Regions from separate parts of the Mus musculus genome. Here regions 2 and 3 are each linked to region 1. Evidence: chromatin contacts called from public HiChIP or PLAC-seq data. All regions are on one chromosome and are shown on one strand. The core of a region is the stretch at or near the end of the contact, and the rest is flanking DNA. Distances in the headings are between cores, read along the strand shown. Region 1 holds the start of Rest (RE1-silencing transcription factor). Region 2 has its middle 15 kb from the start of Gm34598. Region 3 holds the start of Chaer1 (a long non-coding RNA gene).

Evidence for each region. HiChIP or PLAC-seq counts read pairs in DNA pulled down with a chosen protein or histone mark.
Region 2: an H3K4me3 HiChIP or PLAC-seq map of the SCID.adh cell line shows a contact between it and region 1, with 16 read pairs. The contact joins the enhancer-like site here to the promoter of Rest in region 1. A contact is called at or near these places in 6 of 115 datasets of contacts at active chromatin or transcription factors (CD8 T cells, the SCID.adh cell line, bone marrow-derived macrophages and 1 more) and 1 of 9 other capture datasets (pancreatic islet).
Region 3: a contact with region 1 is called in an H3K27ac HiChIP or PLAC-seq map of embryonic stem cells, with 7 read pairs. The contact joins the promoter of Chaer1 here to the promoter of Rest in region 1. A contact is called at or near these places in 1 of 39 promoter capture datasets (embryonic stem cells) and 5 of 115 datasets of contacts at active chromatin or transcription factors (CD8 T cells, bone marrow-derived macrophages, effector CD8 T cells and 2 more).

Annotation. Positions count from the first base shown.
Region 1 is chr5:77,263,711-77,266,995 of GRCm38.p6, reverse strand. Rest (RE1-silencing transcription factor) reads right to left here and starts at 1,502. Exons shown (of 4, transcript NM_011263.2): 1 at 1,208-1,502.
Region 2 is chr5:77,172,460-77,175,599 of GRCm38.p6, reverse strand. No RefSeq gene overlaps it. Among named protein-coding and RNA genes, the nearest start is that of Gm34598, 15 kb to the right of the region's middle. Within about 2 kb of position 1,844, at least 9 of the 459 cell types and tissues checked have an H3K27ac peak or open chromatin away from gene starts, as enhancers often do. A contact at or near this core is called in the SCID.adh cell line, where this site is marked.
Region 3 is chr5:77,138,317-77,141,582 of GRCm38.p6, reverse strand. It overlaps Chaer1 (a long non-coding RNA gene), which reads left to right and starts at 1,278. Exons shown (of 2, transcript XR_880410.2): 1 at 1,278-1,353; 2 at 3,000-3,266.

The DNA.
Region 1 (3,285 bases), core at 253-2,752:
AGTACTAAAAGACAAACTAAAAACCGAAAATACTAAAAGCGGGCCGCTTCACCTAGAGTCTAAAACACAAGCTCGCCCGCTCACTCGCTCGCTCAGTTACATGCCCCAACAAAAAGTTGAGCCCGAATGCCATCACAGGAAACGGCTCTCCCCTAGTTCAACAGCCCCACGGATTCCACAACGGACCTCAACATCCACTCTAAAGCTTCCCCCACGCACCTCGGCAGCCACACTCCCAAGGAAATCTCCACGTCTCTCGGGCAGACTGTGCTAAGCACAGCCCGAGAGCAACGTGTTGCACCGAATTCCTATGTGCCGCTGCCACCAGCGCCGGCCTCGGCGGCGGCATTCCTAACTGAAATAGGCATTCGGCCATTTTCTCAAAATACCAAACACAAAGCAGCTCTTTGCAAACTTGGGCCCTCTTGCTTCCTCTCCGCCACCAACCCGCGGGCGGTGCCTGGGCTCGGACCTCACGCGCTGCCCACCACCCTAGAGGCGCCTCCCCGGCCGGCCGCGGCCCCGCAGCCCCCTCCCCCGCCGCCCGCCACTAGCCCGGCCGGGACTGGGCGGAAAAGTTACCTCGCTACCCGCGTCCGATCGGGCCTGTACCGGGGCTCCGCGGCGCCCTCCCGAGGCTGTCGGCCCCCGGTCGCTGCGAGGGGCCCCACGCGGGCCGCCACCGCCGCCCCCGTGGCCCGGAAGTTTGCGAACTTCGCTCCCCCGCTGCGCAGAGCCAGCGCGGGCCGCAGAAATCGCTGTCCAGCCTGCCGCCGGCGCCGCCCGTGCCCCGGGCTGAGTCAAGCGGGGCGGCCGCCTTCCGGCCCTGCTACGACTGGGGGGGAGGGGGCGGCGAGCCTGGGACGCCGGCGGGGCCGGGGGCGTTGGGCCCGAGGCGGAGGGAGGGCGGAGGGGGGAAGTTTCAGGACCGCGGTCACCAGCAGCGGCGCTCCGGCCTCCGTGGCCCCGGATCTCAGCGCCGTGCGGAAGGGCCTCCCCGTGCTCCGCTGGGGGCCGATGCCCACGCCGCTCCGCACCAGCCCCCGGCCCAGCCCGTGACTCGCTCCGTAACTCGATCCCGCCCCCGCCCGGCCGCCGCGCCGCCCGAGCCACAGTATCTGCAAATCAGCCCTGGACAGCGCCTCGCGCCGCTCCGCGCCTGCCCGCCGCCCTCCCCCGTCGCTCTCCTCGCTCCGCCGCGTCCTACCCTCTGAACTGTGCGCCCACGGTCCGCCACCCCCGCGTCGCCGCCGCTCCAACTCCTTTTCTTTGTTGCTGGACTTTCGGGGGAGGGGAGGGGAGGGAGAGCGGGGAAAAGTTGGGCGTCGAGGCCCTCGAGATCCCGGGGTGCGATCGCGGAGCGGGATCAGACCGCCGGCCCTGGTTCTGCCGTCGCTGCGGTCCCGGCCGCCCGGGTCTGGGGCCCGCGGCCTCGGCGGCGCTCCTCGGTCTTCTGCTGCTGCGCCGCGAGCTCGCGGGAGCCGCACATTCCAGCACAGGACGCTGCGCCGCGCACCCGGCCCGCGCCGTCGCCGCCCGCCCGCCCGCCGGACACGCCCCCTCGCCGTCCGCGCGCGCCCGCCGACACGCCCCCTTCCCCGCCCGCGCGCGTGGCCGCCGAGCGCGCCCCGCCCCTCGGTCCCGAGGCTCGAAGTGGACTCCTGGCCTGCCTGGGGGCGCGCCTCGGGGGAAACTTACCTAATCCGCCCGGCCCCCGACTCCCGCCTTAGGCTCATTAAAGGGGCGGAACCTACTCCCTGAGCTTCTTTCTTTTATAAACAAATAGCAGAAGTTAGCCCCAGCCTTACCCGGGCGTGCACGAGAATTGGGGTTGTTGGAGGAAAAAACGTGCAGGCATTGACCGCCCTCTTGAGAAGTATTGTCACTGGCCTCTTAAGTAAGGCTGAAGCCTCGAAAAATACTGTTCAGGCCTGGCGTGTGGGCTCTCGCCGTTAATCCCAACACTCAGAATGCTGTTGAGACTGGAGGATCAAGAGTTAAAGGCCGGAGTTCAAGATCAACCTGGGCTACTTAGGGACACTAGTGCAAGAAATTAAAAAACAATACAAAACCCGAAAATCGGCCCTGGCTGCACAAGTCTGTAATCCTACTTGAAAGGCGTGAGCACCAGGAGATCCAGGTCATTGACTTGACAAATTGGGGGGCCCGGGGGTGGGGGATTGCTCTTGTCTGCAATCAGACTCAGAATTCAGTAGACAGAGGCAGGAGGATTGCTGAGAGCTTAAAGCTTTAGTGTGCTATGTAAGAATTTTCAGGCCAGCCATAGCTACAAAGTGAGACCTTTCTCAATCAAAGAAACAAAATCTAAGTGCCTGCCTACACAGATCTTTATGCTTAACTGTAATTTTAAGCTTCATGAGGTCAAAATGCTTTCACATTGCAAACTCTTAACCAGGAGAAAATCAGTCCTTGTGGGGGTTGAGACAAAGCCAAGTCCAGTTCAGTACCTGACGTCTTATAATGGGGACAGGGAGTCTCAGGTCCTGTCCCTTCTCACCTGAAATGCTTTTTTAGCCTGCTTTTAATGTCTTCCTGGAAGTGGGCCTTGTAGCCTTTAATTTGTAGTTAGTGAACTACCAGCTAGAGTTTAAAGCTCTCGGCCGCCTTCAGGGCCCGGCATTTCCGGATCTAAATGTGTGAACCTCTCGTTGGCATTACTACAGAGGTAGCAGCAGGTGGGTGCTAAGAGGCTGGAAGCAGAGCTTCAGGTTTCTCTGACATTTTCCTTTACCTCTTTTCTGGCACGCTGTAGAACCCATCTTTCAAAAAAAAAAAACAAAACAAAACAAAACCCTACAATATATTACTAGTTGGTACAAAATTGAAGGCAAGGCGGAATGAAGGCCCTAAGGTACTTGACCACCAAAGATTTCAATGGCTGTTTTTTCTGGGACAGTCTCCCTACATAGTCTAGGCAGGCATCCAAATTGTGGTCTTTCCACCTCTGGAGTGTTGGTCTTACAGGTATAGGCCGCTGCGCACCAGAGTCTTTTCAGTGCAAGCTCCGTGCATTGAATCAGATTTGAAAAGAACTCTTAGAGGAATAAAATTGAGGAAGAGGGAAATGAAAAGCAAACGAAACAAGAACTCCTTCCCATTGAATTGGTGAAGAGAGAGACCAGGTTGGTGGCTTGGGTCAGTAATCCAGATACTTAGGGTTCAAGGCAAAAGGACTGCAGTTCAAAGTCATGTCCAGCTACATAGCTAGTCTGAGGCCAGGCTAAGGATACACAAGACTGGGGCTGGTGAGATGGCTCAGCGGTT
Region 2 (3,140 bases), core at 595-3,094, 92 kb after region 1:
TTGGGAGGAAAATTCTGAGACGTGACCAGGCCCTAGAAAGGGACGTGTGTGAATGTAGCTCTTTCCCCTCACTTCACACCCATGTCTAAGGTTATATGAATAGGCGTTTTAGAGTAGTTGTTATTAAAGATTTATTTTACTTATATGAGTATGCTTTAGCTGTCTTCAGAGAGCATTAGATCCCATTACAGACGGTTGTGAGCCATCATGTGGTTTCTGGGATTTGAACTCAGGACCTCTGGAAGAGCAGCCAGTGCTCTTAACCGCTGAGCCATCGCTCCAGCCTGAGTAGTTGTTATTACAGTGCATGGGTTGCTTGTCCATGACTGCATACTTTGGTTCTGTTGCTGAGAAGTCTCCTTTTCAAGTGTGTGCATTATTTATAAATGATTTTTAATAATGTATCATCACCTATATTCTCAGCCAATGATCAATAAGAAAGAAACGTCTCTTAGCCGTCTTCCTTACAGAAGTGTCACTTTTGTTGTTTTGGTCTGGAGTAACTCAGGGTTGCAGCAGTCATCAATAAATGATGCTGATGTCATAAAAAGAAATCCGAGCTAACTAGAGATGGATGGGGGATGGGGAACTAGCTTTATCTGCCTTGAGAGTGTCTGATGTTTGGTGACTAACGTAACAGAAGAAGTGGTATCTCTCTGAATATGCTGTCAGACTGCAGCATGCTCTCTGGCTGCAGCTGAAACAGTGTGACTCATTCAATGTAACTGCAGTTAGGGCAACAAGAATTGTTTCCACTCTGTCTTACATGTCATGAAGCCTACTGTCCCATAGTAGTTGGTCACAAACTATTTGTTCAGTGAATGTATGATTGAATGAATAGATACAAACCAACATCCTATCAGCTCGTGAACAGTGGGCATAAGAAGTTATGAAGACCATGATGAAGTCCCTGAGACTGGCAAGAAGAGTTTATTGAGAGAACACAATTTGCTAACTTTATTTTTCTTTCCTTTTTATTACTTGCTGTGATTTGAATCTACAATGTCCATATTTCAGTCAGGGTTCCTTAGAGGGACAGAGTGGATAGAATGGACACACACACACACACACATAAAGGAAATTTATTGGAGTGGTTTACAGGCGAAGGTCTGGCTAGTCCAACAGGGACTGTCTCCTGATTGAAAGGCCAAGAATCTGCTAGTTCTTCAGTCCATGAGGCTGGACGTCTCAGCTGGTCTTCAGTCTACACTGGAATCTTAAGTAATTCTAGTTTCAGCAAAGGGATGCCTCAGCAGCAGGACAGATGAACTTGCCAACAAGAGTGAGGGCAGGCAGGCAAAGAGCAGAAGCTCCCCTCTTTCATGTCCTTTTATGTGGGCTGTTACCAGAAGGTGTGGTCTAGATCTAAGGTGGGTTTTCTGGCCTCAAATGATCCAATCAAGAAAATCTTTCACAGGCCCGACCAGCTGCTGGGTTTTAGGTCGTTCCAGATATAGTCACGTTGACAACTAAGATTAGCCATCACAGTCCCTAACAAGATCATGCGTTTAATCAGTTGGGAAGGTTGTAGAATACTTAGGAGGTGGCATTCTGCTGGGGGAAGTGGGTCACTGGGGGTGAGGGAGCTTAGACCTTACAGCCTTAAAGGCCTCCTAGTAGAGACTTCTGTTTGCTTCCTGATGGCAGGTATACTGTGACCCACTGTCTTGTGTACTTCTGCTGACATCCCTTGTCCACCTGGCAGACTGTAAATGCTCAAACTGTGAGGCAAAATAAACTCTTCCTCCTTCAAGTTGCTACTAAGTCTCCGGTCACAGTGTAGCAGTGAGAACAGAAACTACATTGCTAATGTTTATTCATTATATTTGTCATGTCTGGTCACAGCGCAGCAGTGAGAACAGTAAGTAACTCCATTATGAAATGTACTCATATTCATTGCATGCAGTGATGAAGCCATGATGCCAAGAAGTTTCACGAGGACACCTTCAGTCCTGTATCTTTCTCCGTCTCCAGAGGGTCTCCTTCCTCTTCCCAAATAGCCCCCTTCCTACTTTCATCTCATTTACAAAGGAGTCTGCTTTCTGCATGGCTGTGAACTTTATGTCATGTCTTTGCTATTGCTCTTGGGTAATTAGGAATTGGCTATGATGTGCTTATTTGAATAAACGGAGATAAAATGCCGTCTTCTCCATCTACGTTTTGAGAGCACGTTTTAGGCATCACCCTCACACCCTTGTAACCCCTGTCCCTTTCAGTAAATGTTCCCTTTTGGCAGTGCTCAAGAGAACTGGCTCCTGCTGGAGCTGTACCTCATTATCATAGCTTGCTACATTAACATTTTATCCCGTATCTTTATTTCTACTTTATTTTGACTTAATTTTTTTTAGAGACAGGGTCTTACTATGTAGCCATTGCTGACCTGGAACTCACTATGTAGACCAGGCTGGCTTTAAACTCACAGTGATCTGCTAGCAGCTGTCTTTCAAGTGCTGGAATTAAAAATGCACACCTCTCCACTTAGCTAGCTTAATGCTTTCAAAGATTTTCTTCCTTCCTTCCTTCCTTCCTTCCTTCCTTCCTTCCTTCCTTCCTTTCTTTCTTTCTTTCTTTCTTTCTTTCTTTCTTTCTTTCTTTCTTTCTTTCATGCATATGGCTACATTGTAGCTGTACAGATGGTTGTGAGTCTTCATGTGGCTGCTGGGAATTGAATTTAGGACCTCTGCTTGCTCTGGACGGCCCTGTTCACTCTGGTCAACCCTGCATGCTCCCGCCCAAAGATTTATTATTATAAATAAGTACACTGTAGTCAACTTCAGACACACCAGAAGAGGGTGTCAGATCTCATTACAGATGGTCATGAGCCACCATGTGGAGCAGTCAGTGGTCTTACCCGCTGAGCTATCTCGCCAGCCTTAATGCTTTCAATTTCTATATCCGTGTGTTTTCTTTTGCTTTCTTCTTTAACACTACAGTTGTCTTGGTTTTGTCTTATTTTGAGGAACTAGGTCTTATGTATCTTAGACTGGTCTCAAACTCTTTATGTAGCCAAGTGAGGGAGATCTTGAACTCCTGATTCTCATGCCTCTACTTTCCACATTCTGGGATTCCATGGGTACACACACACACACACACACACACACACACACACACACACACACACACACACACACACACACACC
Region 3 (3,266 bases), core at 29-2,528, 130 kb after region 1:
CTTTCCTGGCGCTTCAGTGGGAACAGCATTTAGCTAATTCCTAGAAAAGAAAACACTGAACCAGTCCACATCTGCCGGTTAATCTAAGAGAACACGCTGGCTCCCGGTGCTTACTACCCCCCAGGGAGGAGACAAAACGGAGCTCGCTCATAAATTAATGTTTCTGCAAGCAAACTAAAATTTACTGCTGTTCTTCAGGGAGTTCTGCCTTCAAGTAATGCAGTGAGAAAGTCCTCCCTACCCCCCCCCAACATGCACTCACACACACACTCATATAGACACTCACATACACATATATACATTCACATACACTTACATGCTCACACAGTACATACACATTCACACACACATAACAGATACTCACATCCAGGTACACACACACACTCACATACACACACACATACACTCACATATTTACACACACTCACATACAGGAATGTGCACATAATCACACACACACATTCTCACACACTCATAAGCACATATGTAGACGCGCACACATGCACATACACGCCTTGACAAAGTACTCTTGCTTTACATTCAGCTCTTTTTTTCTATTCCCTCCCTCCCTCCCTCCCTCCCTTCTTCCTTCCACACATACTTTCTGAACCATTGCGCGTGTTGCATGATTTTTAGGTGACATTTCTGGAAACAGCAGTGAATAAATGAAATAATAAATTAGGCATGTTCATCCTTCTGGAAAAACAGTAAGTGACAGGACGCTGGTGAGGGCCACTATGATTTTAAGCAAATGGTCAGAAAAGGTCCAGTAAGTAGCTGAGGCTGGGTGCGATGGGGTGCGCCTATCATCCCAGCACTCAGAAGTCAGAGGCAGGGGGATGGAAAGTTGAGGCCAGCCTGGGCCACAATAGAAAGATTCAATATAAAAAAGAAAAAGGAAAGGAAAGGAAAGGAAAAGAAAGGAGAGGAAAAGAGTAACTACAATAAAACTGTGATGAAGTCAGCGAGAAAGAAAGCCTTGTAGAGATCTGAGGGCAAAGCTGGAAACCCGAACTACAAACTACAGGAGTTGGCAAAGACGACAAGCCGAGAGAGGTGGCAAAGAAGGCAAGCCGAGCCAGTCCTGCGGCTGGATCTCGTTCTTCTCTCAATATTTTATGTTTGTTGTCACAGAGAGTTGCATTAACGTTGATGCTACATTAAAGAGCTACTGTCTTGACTCCTGATCGGCACATTGACCACATTGATGTCACTTCCTCCTAGTGTGGCTGCAGTGGGGTGGAGCCAGGGGGAGGGACGAGGTGGGGTGGGGGTGGGGCTGCTAGGAAAGCACTGTGGAATTCAGAGTGAGGAGGGACTGGAGGGAGCTGGGTCTCCATTCTGCATTTACTGGTAAGCCCCTGGGGTGCTGTGTGTTTTCTGAAGCTACCACAGCAAGTCACCACAAGGCTGTGACTGACACAACGAAAGCTTGCTGTCATTCTGCAGACTAGTAGTCCAGCATGGCCTCAGGGGACAACATGAAGCCGTTGATATGACTGCATCTCTTACTAGAAGATTCTTAACCAATTCCAAAGTCATCTAGGATGACATTTCCTAATACAGTGTAGAAAAGTCTAATCTGAGAATGTGATGTCACTCACATTCTCCAGTGGCTTTATTAGAATTTCTGTATTAAAAAAACATAAGGAAAAACCTCTTGACTGTTAAGGGGGAACTTGAGGAGAACATCTCCGGGGATTACTAAATATGATGATTTGAAGACTTTCTCAAGATCTTCTCAGCAGGCTTTCAGAAGCTGGCTTCTACTTCTTTGTCTTGCTAGTGACATTTGGGGACAGTGCTTAGAGGACTCAGGTTGCCTTCCCCTTGCTGCTGGCTTCTGGCCCTCTTCCTTCATATCCAAGGTCAGCATATCGGTTTCTGCAATCCACTTTCCTCCTCCATGGCAGGTGAGGGGTGGGGTACGGATGCCACAGTGTGTGTGGAGGTCAGAGGACTGTAAAATTGTTTCACTCTGCCCACCTTTATATGGCTTCTGGGTATTGAAGTTGTGTCACCGGGCTTGTGAGTTGTCTCCCCAGCTCCATGGGAACTAGTACGATCAGAGTGGGCCACTTAAACAAACCAGGACAGCCTTAAGTTAAAACTGGCCTGCAAGCACCCCTTTAAAGGTCCTTTTTACTAGGGACTGTAACCTAGCCATGGCCTCCATGGATCAGGACTTAGGCATCTCCAGGGAACTGCTGTTCTGCCCACCACGAAGGATTTGAGCGTTGGCTGATTGCTTGCCCTCTACCTGGCAACTGTTCCCTCTGCTCAGGTGAAAGCAGCTAGAGGCAGTGGGTGGGACAGAGAGGACAGGAGAAGAAGCAGGGGACAAGTGAAGAGGCTCTAGCTACAATTCGGAGTGGAGGCTCCAGCCAAGGGAGGGGACAGCTATGCAGGACAGAGTCAGGCCGATGACACTGAGTCTCATGCATTAGCTCGACTAGGTTACAGTCTGCAGTTACTGAAACACTAGTCTGGGACTGCAGTGAAGATATTTTATGTGTGTGACTAAGAAGATAGATTAGTGGATGAATCACTTTTTGGTATAACATGAGTACAAACAGCCAGGCAGGTAAGATGGCTGTCTATACTACCAGCACTTGAGCAGCAGAGACGGGGTTCCCAGGACAAGCTGGCTAGCTAGCTGAGCCAGGAATGTCAAGCTCTGGGTTCAGTGAGAGACCTTACTTCAAATCAAGTCACATTCCTCCACATCAACTTTGGACTTTCATATGAAAGCCCACATAATGCAGGGACACCTGCACACACATCATGCTCACATGAAAGAAAACGTGCATATATGCACGCACACACATACACATGGAAAAATATCCCTAATCCTATACATTTTAGTTAAGGGAGCAGTCTAGATTCACGGCACATCTGAATCAACCAGTTGGAAGGCCGTAAGAGCAGAGCTGAGGGGTTGCATGGGGAAGTTCATCCCATGGACACTGACTGTCCCGGCTCATGTCTCATACTTGCAGGGGCCTCACGGAGTGCAGACTCGGTATTCCATCGGGCAGTTCTCGGTAATCTGGTAACACGTGTCCGATGCCAGTTCCAGTTCTCTGGTTGAATCTGATAGGTACAGATCCCAAACCCATGTTGGACATGGTGTGGGCAGGATAACCTGGCAGGCCTGGGAGTCAAATGAAGAGAGGAGCTGAGGGCTGCTGCAAAAGTCTCAGGATGGCTGACTTGTCTCCTTCTGAAGTTTCTAGACTTGACTCTGACACAAAGGCCTTTGGGAG